Regions from separate parts of the Mus musculus genome. Here region 2 is linked to region 1. The links are chromatin contacts, called in public promoter capture Hi-C maps. All regions are on one chromosome and are shown on one strand. Each heading gives the region's core, a stretch centred on a gene start, on an enhancer-like site or on the middle of the called end of the contact. The rest is flanking DNA. Distances are from core to core; before and after follow the strand shown. Region 1 holds the start of Ube2s (ubiquitin-conjugating enzyme E2S). Region 2 holds the start of Egln2 (egl-9 family hypoxia-inducible factor 2).

What was found. Promoter capture Hi-C pulls out the DNA fragments that hold promoters and counts their contacts.
Region 2: a contact with region 1 is called in a promoter capture Hi-C map of cranial neural crest. The contact joins the promoter of Egln2 here to the promoter of Ube2s in region 1. A contact is called at or near these places in 3 of 39 promoter capture datasets (cranial neural crest, maxillary cranial neural crest and pre-B cells).

Annotation. Positions count from the first base shown.
Region 1 is chr7:4,809,196-4,815,227 of GRCm38.p6, reverse strand. Ube2s (ubiquitin-conjugating enzyme E2S) reads left to right here and starts at 2,888. Exons shown (of 4, transcript NM_133777.2): 1 at 2,888-3,065; 2 at 3,672-3,819; 3 at 4,616-4,806. The coding sequence starts at 3,063.
Region 2 is chr7:27,163,229-27,169,260 of GRCm38.p6, reverse strand. Egln2 (egl-9 family hypoxia-inducible factor 2) reads left to right here and starts at 2,459. Exons shown (of 6, transcript NM_053208.4): 1 at 2,459-2,577; 2 at 3,533-4,641. The coding sequence starts at 3,763. It overlaps Rab4b (RAB4B, member RAS oncogene family), which reads left to right. Exons shown (of 8, transcript NM_029391.2): 8 at 457-828.

The DNA.
Region 1 (6,032 bases), core at 1,639-4,138:
TCAAACAGGATTGACTGGTTCTGTCATCTTGAAGCCTGTAGCTCATCTCCATAGGAGAAAACCTTAAGACAAAAATTTGTAAAATAAGGGGGCTGGACTGTAACTACTCTAAAGGCAGTGGGACCTGGGAGAATGGAACCAATAAATCAGGCAGACTAAAGTTTCATGCAATAGCCTACTTTATTCATAGCCTCAGAAAATTTATACCAGTGGTTCTCAACCTTCCTAATGCTGCAACCCTTTAACACAGATCCTCAGGTTGTGATGACCCCCAACCACAGTTATTTTCATTGCTACTTCACAACTGTAGTTTTGTTACTGTTATGAATCATAATGTAAGTATATGTGTTTCCAATGGTCTTAGGCAACCCCTGTAAAATGGTTCTTCAACCGCCGACTCAAAGGGGTCAAGGCCCACATGTTGAGAAATGGAGATCTGTAATACCCTGAGGGTTAAGAAAGGCCACAGGATTCATGAATTCAGACTGTCTACAATCACAAGAACAAGCCACACGAAACAAAAACCTGTTTTCCATAGAGGTATGTAAAGTACAGTTTAAACATTTAGCTGAATAACATCAGCAAGCAATTGGGGTAATCTGAAGCAAAGCCACTCCTAGCTGCTACATCTTGGAGGAGCACAGGAGTACAAAACACAGTCCAAGAACAATTCCATGTTTCGACGAAACAGAGGTCACAAGACTCTTGTCTCACAAGCACTCAAAATCCTCCTGACATGACTCCATTCTTGGATACTGTTCTCAAATAGAACAAATAGCTTGGTGGTTAAGAGCACTTGTTGCTCTTACAGAGGACCTGAGTTCAGTTCCCAGTACCCTCATGGTGGTTCAAACCACCAGTTATTCCAGTTCCAGAGGATCTGATACTCCCTTCTAAACTCCCTGAGCACCAGGTATACATACTGTGAACCTACATATATACAGGCAAAACATTTATATGTTCAAAATAAATAAATTAAAAAGAATTGGTGAGCCGGGCGTGGTGGTGCACGCCTTTAATCCCAGCACTTGGGAGGCAGACGCAGGCAGATTTCTGAGTTCGAGGCCAGCCTGGTCTACAAAGTGAGTTCCAGGACAGCCAGGGCTACACAGAGAAACCCTGTCTCGGAAAAAATAAATAAATAAATAAATAAATAAAATAAAATAAAATAAAAATAAATAAATAAAAAGAATTGGTGAAGAAAATGAGTTTCCTAAGAACTATAGCCAGATCTTGTCAGGGAAGAGGGTTGTTTCTTTCTGCTTTCCCTCTAGCAAAGCTACAATTTTACAGAAAACATGAAACAAGACTCAAGAAATGTGCTTATGCAGATTTAGCTATGAGACAGGTTGTCAGAACTGTGAAATCTCTTCCTGGGAGATGAGGTCCTACTCCTCTGCAGTCAAAGCTTCAGTCTGTTCTCTCCCCAGCATGGGATTACTGCAGATAGTTTAATTCTCTCTAGATCTCTGCCATGCTGTCATAACTGGATTAACACTTCATGGTTAGTAAGAGCCTCTGGGAGTATATGTAAGGACAGGACCAGGAGGTTAATTATGGGTGAGGGAAGAGATGACCTAAATGTGGGCAGCACTATCCCATAGGCTAGAGGATGGATATAAAAGGAACGAGGCCAGGGTATGGTGGCATACACTTTTAATCTCAGTATTCAGGAAGTAGAGGCAGGTGATCTCTGTGAGTTCAGGCCAGCCTGGTCTATAGCTCGAGTTTCAGGAAGGTCAGCCAGGCCTGCACAGAAAAACCCTGGCTTGAAAAGCCAAAACAAGGGCTGAAGAGATGGCTCAGCGGTTAAGATCATCGACTGCTCTTCCGAAGGCCCTGAATTCAAATCCCAGCAACCACATGGTGGTTCACAACCATCTGAAAACAGCTACAGTGTACTTACATAAAACAATAAATAAATCTAAAAAAAGAAAAGCCAAAACAACAACCCCCGACCCCGGGGGAAAAAGGAGTTCCAGGCCAGTAATGAAATTCTGTCTCTCAAAAAGTTAACAGAAGTCTATGGGGTCTGGAGGTCAGTCACAAAGCTCTCAATAAGGACGTGAGACTTCCCTGACTTCTTCCTCTGGCACCCCTACAGAAACAATGGTGGCAAAAGTCACAAGTCATACTCTAGAGGATCAGGAAGTCCAAGCCCTCGGAGTCAACCAACCTGATTTTGAGGGCTTCCTAACACATAACAGGAGCGCAGAACAAAATGGAGCCCCATAGACAAATTATGTCCACACTTCCGCCCTTCCATGGCTTCCAGGTGAGGTCGCCAGACTCCCAGCGTAACATTTGCATACACAAAAGAAATTGAGACATTTCATTGGTCGAGGTTGGAGTCTATCACACTGAGCTGGCTTCCCATTAGTAGCTTTCAATTCCTACCTGCCCCACAAGTCCAGATCACGACCGCCCCTGTTTATTGGTCAAGGCCCCTTCCGTCATCCCTTTAACCCCTCCAGTCCTGTCTTCCCTCGCTCCGCCCCTTCCCCTGCCTAACCGTTAGTCGCGTGCGCGTCTTTCTCCAGGCCGGAGCGCGCGCGCGCACCCCAAGTCGTGGCGGCGTCTCATTCAAACGGTCCAATCAGCGGCCACGTCGCCTCGGCGGGCGCCCCCTTTCTCTCTGCTCTAGGTTTTTAGCCGCTTGGTTCTCCCAGGTCAACTCCTCAGCCGGCGTGAGCCCTCATTGTGATAGCACTCCTCACAAACTGGGTTCGAACTTCTGCTACTATTCTGACAAGAACAGAGAAAAGAGCGTTGACCGCCCAGCAACGTGCGCGTTGACGTACGCGGTCGAGACGTGCCGTGAGGGGGCGGGGCCTGCGAGTAGCTATAAAAGTGCGGTGTTGGGCGCGCGGCCGGTTCTACCGAGGAGCAGACGTAACGTTGTGAGCGTTTCGTAGCGGACGTCGGAATTAGTGGGAGCGGAGTGGGGCCTCGGGGGCCTCGCTAGGGCCACAGCGGCCGGCAGTTGGGCCCCCCGCCCCGGCCGGCGGTCCGAGGAGTGCAGGAAGGGGGCCGGGGGGACCCGCCCCCGGCCGGCTGAAGTCATGGTGAGTGACGCGGGAGGCCCGAGGGGCCGTTGGGGACTCGGGCAGAGGAGGCGACTGCGGCGTCCCAAGTGTTTTCTGGCCAGCTTCTGAGTGCTTTGGTGGCATGGCTGAACGTCCGGAGCCAGGAGTCGGCCCCAGGGCCTTTCAACAAACGGTGCGGGAGCCCAGGCAGCCCTCGGAACCTTGGGGAGGGCTTTGGGCGCCTTGCGGCCCGCCCATGGGTGTTTTAAGGAGCAAGACATCCCGCCGCCATTTCGTCCAGCCTTTTTCTTTTTGGTGTGTGTGGGGGGGCGGCGGTTGATGGGGTTGTTTCAAGCCTAAGTAGGGGAAGGGCTCCGGCTAGGCCTCAGGCCCACCTGGAACCAGTAGTGGACCCATGCGCGTCTTAACGAGCGCTTTGGGTAGGTTCGGGTACGCTGAGCCACGTAGAAGCTTTTTCTGAGACACCGTCCCGGTCAGCCATGGGGCAAAAGCCAGAAGCATCTTAGGTCCAGTTGACAGGCAGTGATTGACAACCTCGGACCTCTAAAGTCTGGATTCTGGTATCCACCCACCTTAATCCTAGCTATTTCAGGCTGCTCACTCTCCTTTTCCCTCCGTGCCTAGAACTCCAATGTGGAGAATCTGCCGCCCCACATCATCCGCCTAGTGTACAAGGAGGTGACAACACTGACGGCAGACCCACCTGATGGCATTAAAGTCTTCCCCAATGAGGAGGATCTCACAGACCTGCAGGTTACCATCGAGGGCCCTGGTGAGTGTGAGCACGGAAGGGAGGGGCCACTTGACCAGATTTCTTCTGTCTTGTGGCTGTGGGACAAATAGGATTCAGCCTCTCAGGTGCTTATGACAAAATGTGGCCTTTTGCTTAGGCTTGCATTAAGGCTGTCAAGTGTTACTTTCCAGAGACGTGAGGATGCATATAAGTGAAGCAGAAATAGAAAGTGTAGCTGGGCGTGGTGGTGCACGCCTTTAATCCCAGCACTCGGGAGGCAGAGACAGGCGAATTTCTGAGTTCGAGGCCAACCTGGTCTACAGAGTGAGTTCCAGGACAGTCAGGGCTACACAGAGAAACCCTGTCTTGAAGAGAAAAAAAAAAAATGTATGCCAGGGGATCTGAAACACTAATCAATCGAATGTCCCAAGACTAAACAAAAAGCATTGTGAGGGGAAACTGGTGGTAATAAGCTGATTTGCATATTTTAAGCAAACCAGTTAGATTTTTCAGACCTCATTTGTCAACTGAATTTCTATATAGTCAGCTAAAATCAGTTTCAAAATCAGGTGACTGGCCTATAATGCTGAGGGTGTGCAATATGTCTGCCTGGTCTGCTGTTAGCTAGTGTAGCAACTGCCAGGTGTAGACCATCTATGATTACCACTTGACCCAAGCAAGTAGGTAAATGAAAACACACCTCTCATGAGGATGGGGAAAGGCTTGGAAAATGGTTTACAGGAAAAGTTGGTGGGTTGGGTCCCTTTGTCCTGAAGAGTGGCAATGTTGAAGGATGTTAGGATATAATAAAGCAGCCCCTTTTCCTCCTCTTCAGAAGGGACTCCCTATGCTGGAGGTCTGTTCCGTATGAAGCTCCTACTGGGGAAGGACTTCCCTGCCTCCCCACCCAAGGGCTACTTCCTGACTAAAATCTTCCACCCAAATGTGGGCCCCAATGGCGAGATCTGTGTCAATGTGCTCAAGAGGGACTGGACGGCTGAATTGGGCATACGACATGTGCTGCTGGTGAGTTTCAGCCATGGTACTTCATCTAGTGTTTAAAAATAAACTGAAGTAGTAGGAGACAAAGTCAAATAGAAATGAAGTTTCCAGCCTTACTGGGAAATAATGGAAGGACTGCCTTATGGCACTAAGTACTGTATTGTAGTGTCAAAGTAGAGACCTGACAACTAATAGGGTGGTTTTATAGAAGGTAGAGAGCAGTGTGTGGTTTAGAGACTCTTTTTTACATGTTTCAATTTAAAAGTGAACTTTTTAAAAGCCCAAACTGGCCATGAACTTAACCTCCAGCCATGGCTATTATATTTTTTGACCCAAGCAAGTGGATTAATGAGACAAATTAATCAGAAGCTGGATTTCTAGGATTGTGCCACCTACCCAGCTGAGTGGTTTTCTTGTGGTTTTTGTTTTGTTGTTTGTTGCACTGTAACCATCACCACTATTTTAATTCAAAGTTGTTTTCCTGTACTAATGTTTTTAACTTGGGGGGTATTACACTGCCTGAGACAGTTTTGGGGACACTATTCAGCATCGTCTGTGTACAAGACTGGACCACAGTTCTCCTTAGTCAGTTGAGGTGGAGGTAACTGATCGAGGAGGCTCCAAGGTCTCTAAAGGCCACTTAAAGTAGTTAGGTCACCTGGTGCCTCCTTTGCACTTTTTCCCCCCTAATGAGCCTCTAGAGCTGATGGTTGTGAAGATAGAGAATTGGGGTTTCCTTCAGGGCACTTGGGAAGGATTAACCTCTAAGGTAAACAACCCCAAAAATCTTTCCTGTTTTGCCTTCCTTTCTGTATGTTGGTTGAGCTTGTTTCTATCCAAAGCACTGGAAATGCTAGATGGCTATTGGCTCTGCTTTGGGGCCTGTTAAAAGAGGGACATCCAGGCCTCCAATTTGGAGGTACAGTAGTAAAAGTTGAGGAGATAGTCCATATTCATTTTCAGCATTGGTAACATCTGCCGGTTCAGGTCAGAAACTCAGAGAAGTGCCTACAACCAACCAACTTAGCTCAGGACTGTTTAATTCATGGAACCTTCTGAACTAACATTTAGAATGAACTGGATTGGATAGTGTACTGGCTAGGTTTGTGTCAACTTGACACAGCTGGAGTTATCACAAAGAAAGGAGCTTCAGTTGGGGAAGTGCATCCATGAGATCCAACTGTAAGGCATTTTCTCAATTAGTGATCAAGGGGAAAGGGCCCCTTGTGGGTGGTGCCATCTCTGGGCTG
Region 2 (6,032 bases), core at 1,210-3,709, about 22 Mb before region 1:
CAGGGTTTCTCTGTGTAGCCCTGGCTGTCCTGGAACTCACTCTGTAGACCAGGCTGGCCTTGAACTCAGAAATCCGCCTGCCTCTGCCTCCCGAGTGCTGGGATTAAAGGGGTGCACCACCACTGCCCGGCAGGATCTCACTTTGTAGCTCAGGTTGGTCTTAAATTCACCATCCTACTGCCTGTACCTCTCCAGTCCCGAATATCATGTGTGAGTCACCGCCTGGCAAGGGCCATGGTAGTTAGGTACCGAAATGCTCCTGTACAGATGCAAACCTGTACAGGGCTGTGTTTGGAGAATGAGTCCCCCACATAACCTGCAGAGGGACAACAGAGTCAGACAGTGCACGGTCTGGAAAATAAAAATAAAAATAAAAGAGTCCAGGCAGACAAAGGCCAGGAAGACGTCTAGAGACCAGCTTCGGACCCTCCAGGTCACAATGCCCTTCTCTTTCAGCTCACCTGTTCTTCTGGACCAGCCCTGCCCGAAGGCTGGGGCTCAGAACCAGGCCCCAAGAGGCCAGGCCCCAATCTGCCCCAGTCTCAGAAAAGTTACTCCATCCCCCATCCCCCTTCGCTGGCCTGGTGGGGCCTGGCTGTGGGGCAAGATTGAGCCACAGGGGAAAGGGGACCCCATACCTGCTGCTGCTTCCTCTGCCTTGGCTAACTCTAGTCCCCCTGAGCCCCAAACCCTACCTGAAGAACTCCCAAAGCTTGAGACCAGGGCCGTTTGGCCCCAACTTCCTGCCTGGCCCCGCTGTTGCAAGTCTGTTATTTATTACCTGGAGGCCTGTTCCATCCTGTCCTGGTCCTCCATAAAGCATTGTTTACACCTGTGTTTCGGCCTCTGTCATTCTGAGATGAGGAAACCGAAGTGGTCTCTAATGGAAGCTATGAATAGGCCTCTGCATGAGGAGCCCCTGTTTGTGGGTGGTGGGACTTGGTTTGTGGGACAAGTTGGGGTAGGTACATCCTGGCTCACGTACTCATTGAGGACAGAGTTCGTCATTGTATACATGTCCTTGCTTTTTCCTACACACAGCCCCCCTTTTTGACACAGGGCCTTGTTATAGCCTAGACTAACCTGGAATTTGAGGTCTCCCTGCCTCAGCCTCCCATGAGCTGGGATTACAATGTACCCATCCCAGGTTGTGTACATGCTTCATGGTAGTGGCAGTACACGATCCATCAAAGGTGGTGTGTGCAGCGATGACATCCCTGTGTGTGACATGTATGGGGCAGTATGACACTGTGGCATGTGAGTAGTCTCTGGCCTGGTGACTGTGTTGGTGAGGCTGCTGTTGTGTGCAACATCAAGACCGAGGACTTGGGAATCTAAGGGGGGGTCTTGAGTCTGTGCCTGGTTTGACTTAGTGTACACCACCTCATGTCTGCAAACTAGGACGGTGGCTCACTGTGTTCCTAAAAACACGTGCTCCTGAGGTTTGTGTGTGCACTGATGGAGATTTGTTTCTTTGTGTGTGTCTGTGTGCCTGCGAACACGAACATTCTTCGCCATGTGCCACTGTGGTTCTTGTGCAACCCGGACTCCTGGTCATACTTAATGTACCCTGATGTCTTTATAGCCATAGCCTTCTGGAGACAGGTGCAGCCCCCCTCAGGACAGCTTCAGCTGCTCTCACAAAATGTCAGCAAGTATCCAAGCCCACTTATTGCCCATTTGTTAGGCCCTGGAGTTGGTGGAAAGGGTCGGGCATTCAAATAACCCTATCCACACAGCCCTCCCCGGAATGGTGGTATAAATATTAAGAGTAGCTTAGTGGTAGAGCGCTTGCATCGCACATGTGAAGCTCTGGATTCAGTCTCCAGCACTACAGAAACAAAAAATCCGCTTGGGCTACAGAGGAGCTGGGTTTTGCAAATGTCTTCTTTGTGAGTCTGTCCCAGGTTGCTTTAATCTGACTCCCACAGTTGCCCTGAGGGAGCAGCGAGGAGCGGGTCATGCAAATAGTACACATTTGCTCATTTGTTCTACCCGGTTTCGCTTCTCTAAGGACGTCCCGTACTCACCGTTATTTTTTTTTAAGTGCTTATGTAAATTACTGACGTAGGAATTTACATACACTTTCCAACTAACTGCGCAGTCATTTCTCAATATACTCTTGGGCTGTGTGCAGGAGCGGCCCATGTAAATGAGACATTTGCATAGCAAATGCCAAGAACCCAGCTGACAAGTTCACTGACACTTTTGGCTCCGAGGGGTGGGCCTTTCTGTGTGAAACTGCTCTTTTGTACCCCTCTCCAAGGGGCCGTCTTGAGAACTCACAGAACGCCTTTTACTGAACCTGCGTGTCTGCTTTCGCGTGGAAGGGGAGGAGCACATAATGCAAATAAGCCTCGCGTCCCGGACCAGCTCACTTCTTGGGCAGTGCGTTCTAAGCCTCCTGTCAACGTGCGGTTCGCGCACGCGCAGTCTCCTCGGCCGGGCCGCTGTCACGTGCCCAGCGGGCGAGGCGGGGGCGGGGCGTCGCGGGCGGTGGGGGGCGGGGTATGGCGCGCTGCGAAGCGCAGGGCGGCTGGCACAAACGGCGGCGCCGAGGCCGGAGGAAAAAGCTCGGTGAGGAGGTCGCGCGAAGGGAAAGACCCGGGGAGGAGAAGGAGTCTGAGGCCCGGTGGCCGGGCGCGGGCGACGGGGCTGGAGGCGGGAGCGCGCGCGGGCGGCAGCGACCCCACGCTAGGGCGTTGGGGGTGGGGAAGGAAGCGCGCGCCCGGCGCGGTGGGGCGGACCATTGGGGGCCACGGGAGCGCGCAATAACCACCAAGGGGAGGGGCCGGGCCGAGGCGGCCCCGCCTCAGTCACCCGGGGCGTCCCGCGGCCCCTGGGTCCTGGCGGAGGGGGTTGGGAGGAAGGCAGTCGGGTCGGACTCTGCTCTCGGGCTCCCTTCCGTCAGTCCGTCCGTCTGGCAGGACCTCCCTTCCGGCTGGGTGTGTGTCGGGCCCCAGTAGGCTTCCTCCCGTAGGGCACAGGTCGACCCCACCGGCCCTCCCGCTCCCCTGCCGTCTTGTTTTTCTCCCTGTTCTCTTTGTCCCTGGACTCCCGGTTTTCCCCGCCTGCCCTGGCTCGTAATCTTCCACCCAGGCGATTAGGTTCCCGCGAATGTTGCGCGGTGGCATTGCCCGTTGGTTCCCCACAACCCTGACTTTACCCTAGATTCCACACTCCCGTTTTCTGTGTCTCCTCCCTCCTCATCTCTCTGAGTCTCTATAGAAACCTCAGGCAGGTACCTTGTATTTTCCACTTGCATCGTCGCTTTTCGTCCACAGATATCTGTCTCCCTATCACCTTCCTCTCTGGGCCGTCATGCAACGTTCTCTGCACTTTCTCTCTATTACTCTTTATGCCAGACATTCCCTCTCAAATTCCCAAGTTATATGCCCCATGTTGTCTCCCTGTGTGCGTGTGTGTTTGTTGTGGCCCAGTCTGTCATCTACTTCCTGCTGGTACCATCCCCACCCCTTCCCACCTGCTCGTCTCTTGACTTCTTTTAAGTTCTTCCTTTTCTCTTTTCCAGCCACCCCCATCAGTCCCTTCTCAAGCTCCTAGAGACAACTGTGGACTTGGGGACCAGCGAGCACCCCCAGAGCACTAGAGGAGCCCCTGCTGCCTGCCCTGCCTCACCCTGCCCCACACGAGGCCCAGCGGCCCCGGGCTGCATCAAGTGGAGGAGGAGGAGGCGGAGGAGGGTGGCACCATGGGCCCGGGCCGTGCCCTCCATGCCCGGGGGATGAAGACACTGCTGCCATGGACAGCCCGTGCCAGCCGCAGGCCCTGAATCAAGCTCTCCCTCAGTTGCCAGGGTCTGTGTCAGAGTCCTTGGAGTCTAGCCGAGCCAGAATGGGGGTGGAGAGTTACCTGCCCTGCCCTCTGCTCCCGGCCTATCACCGTCCAGGAGCATCTGGGGAGGCCTCGGCTGGCAATGGGACCCCCAGAACCACAGCCACTGCTACTACGACCACTGCCAGTCCCCTGCGGGAGGGCTTTGGTGGGCAGGATGGTGGTGAGCTTTGGCCACTGCAGAGTGAAGGTGCTGCTGCGTTGGTCACCAAGGAGTGCCAGCGACTGGCGGCCCAGGGTGCCCGGCCTGAGGCCCCCAAACGGAAGTGGGCCAAGGATGGTGGGGATGCCCCTTCACCCAGCAAGCGACCGTGGGCCAGGCAAGAGAACCAGGAGGCCAAGGGGGAAAGTGGTATGGGCTGTGACAGCGGTGCCAGCAACAGCAGCAGCAGCAGCAGCAACACTACCAGTAGCAGTGGCGAGGCAAGTGCTAGGCTGAGGGAGGAAGTCCAGCCCTCTGCACCTGAGCGCCTGGCCCTGGACTATATTGTGCCTTGCATGCGGTACTATGGTATCTGTGTCAAGGACAACTTCTTGGGGGCAGTACTGGGTGGCCGTGTGCTGGCTGAGGTGGAAGCCCTGAAGTGGGGCGGGCGTCTTCGTGATGGGCAACTAGTGAGCCAGCGGGCGATCCCACCGCGCAGCATTCGTGGGGACCAGATTGCCTGGGTAGAAGGTCACGAGCCAGGCTGCCGGAGCATTGGTGCCCTCATGGCTCACGTGGACGCAGTAATCCGCCACTGTGCAGGGCGGCTGGGCAACTACGTCATCAATGGGCGCACCAAGGTAAGGCACTTTTCTGGTGCGTGCCTGATGCTGTGGCATGGGGGTCTGGAGACAATCCTCTGCGGGTTATGTAGCAGGGTGTAGGCACCTCCGTCAGAGGGGCTACAGTTACCTCCCTCCAAACTTTGAGTTTTGTACCAGAAATAGTTCAGCCCGGGGTGGTGGTGGTCCTCGACCTTGGGAGACCCAGAGCCCCTGACTGTCCAGACTCTCCTTAGACCACGGGTAGTGAAGCTGGCACGCAGATGGCAGAACCAGAAGGCGGAGGGAAGGCTGGCAGTGTCGAGTTAGCCTAGGCCGAGGATGGGGTGCTGCCTGTCTAGTTGAGCACGGAGCCTGGCCTCCATTCTGCCCTGTGAGCCTACTCTTGGAGCCAGGAGCACCAGGAGCAGCTTCCCAATGGTGACACTGGGTGACAGTGTGCTCGCGCAGGTAGAGCACTTGTCAGGCTCTTTCCCACTCTTCCCCGCCCCAGTCCCTGTTCTCTGTTCTCTGACTGTTTGTCACTTCCTACCTGCATGTCTCTGATCTCTTTCCTTGACCCTCTGCCTTTATATTTTTCTCCTCTATGCCTCCTTGTTGCAGAACAGTAGTTCTTAATGCTTTTGAAGTCAGGGCTTTTCGGATAAATCTGCTGAAAGCCGTAGACCTTCTTGGGAAAGGTGTACATTTAGTGGGCAGTTGTCAGGAGCCGACTGGACAGACAGTGACCTCCACGGCCTTTCTAGTCTGTTGACATACCTGTTTTCTTCATGGAAGGGTGTGTGAGTCTGAGGCTTGGTGTGATCTGAATACAGTCCGTTGAGAGAGTGCCTGCTGCAGGCTGGTGGTCTTACGGACTGCGCTCTGCCCTAATGGTGCCCTCCCATATCTCCACGGCCCTATCTTGGGTTCTGCCTCAGTACAGCTTTCTTTTCCGACTGGAACTGGCTTGGGCACCATGGCCCCTGCCTCCCATCCCCCAGGCCCAGGTCTGTTTCCTCCCCACCCCAGCTGGAACCTGCCCTACTTCCATCTCCCTCCTGTTACTTGATAGCTGAAGAGCCTCCCTGGGTTTGGCTTCTGTGCAGGCAAGATCGGTGTTGCTTCCCCAGCTCAGCAGCTTTGCAGGAGGGAAGTCAGTGGGGACACCAGGAGAGCTGAGCACCCAGGGACTGGGACATAGCTTTGTAGCCTCAGAGGATGAGAAAGCTGGTTCAAGTGCCTGGCTACTCAAGCAATTTGGGAAAGCAATTTAAAGGGATAGGTGGGGCCTCCTCCCACCTGTGTTAGTGACAGGACCTGAGCTAGGACTGTGGAGGGCTAAGAGTCAGGTTCTTTTAAGTGGCTCTTATCCCTCGGGAGGAAAGAACAGGTCAGATTGGTCAGAGGGACAGAGGGAGCTATAGCCC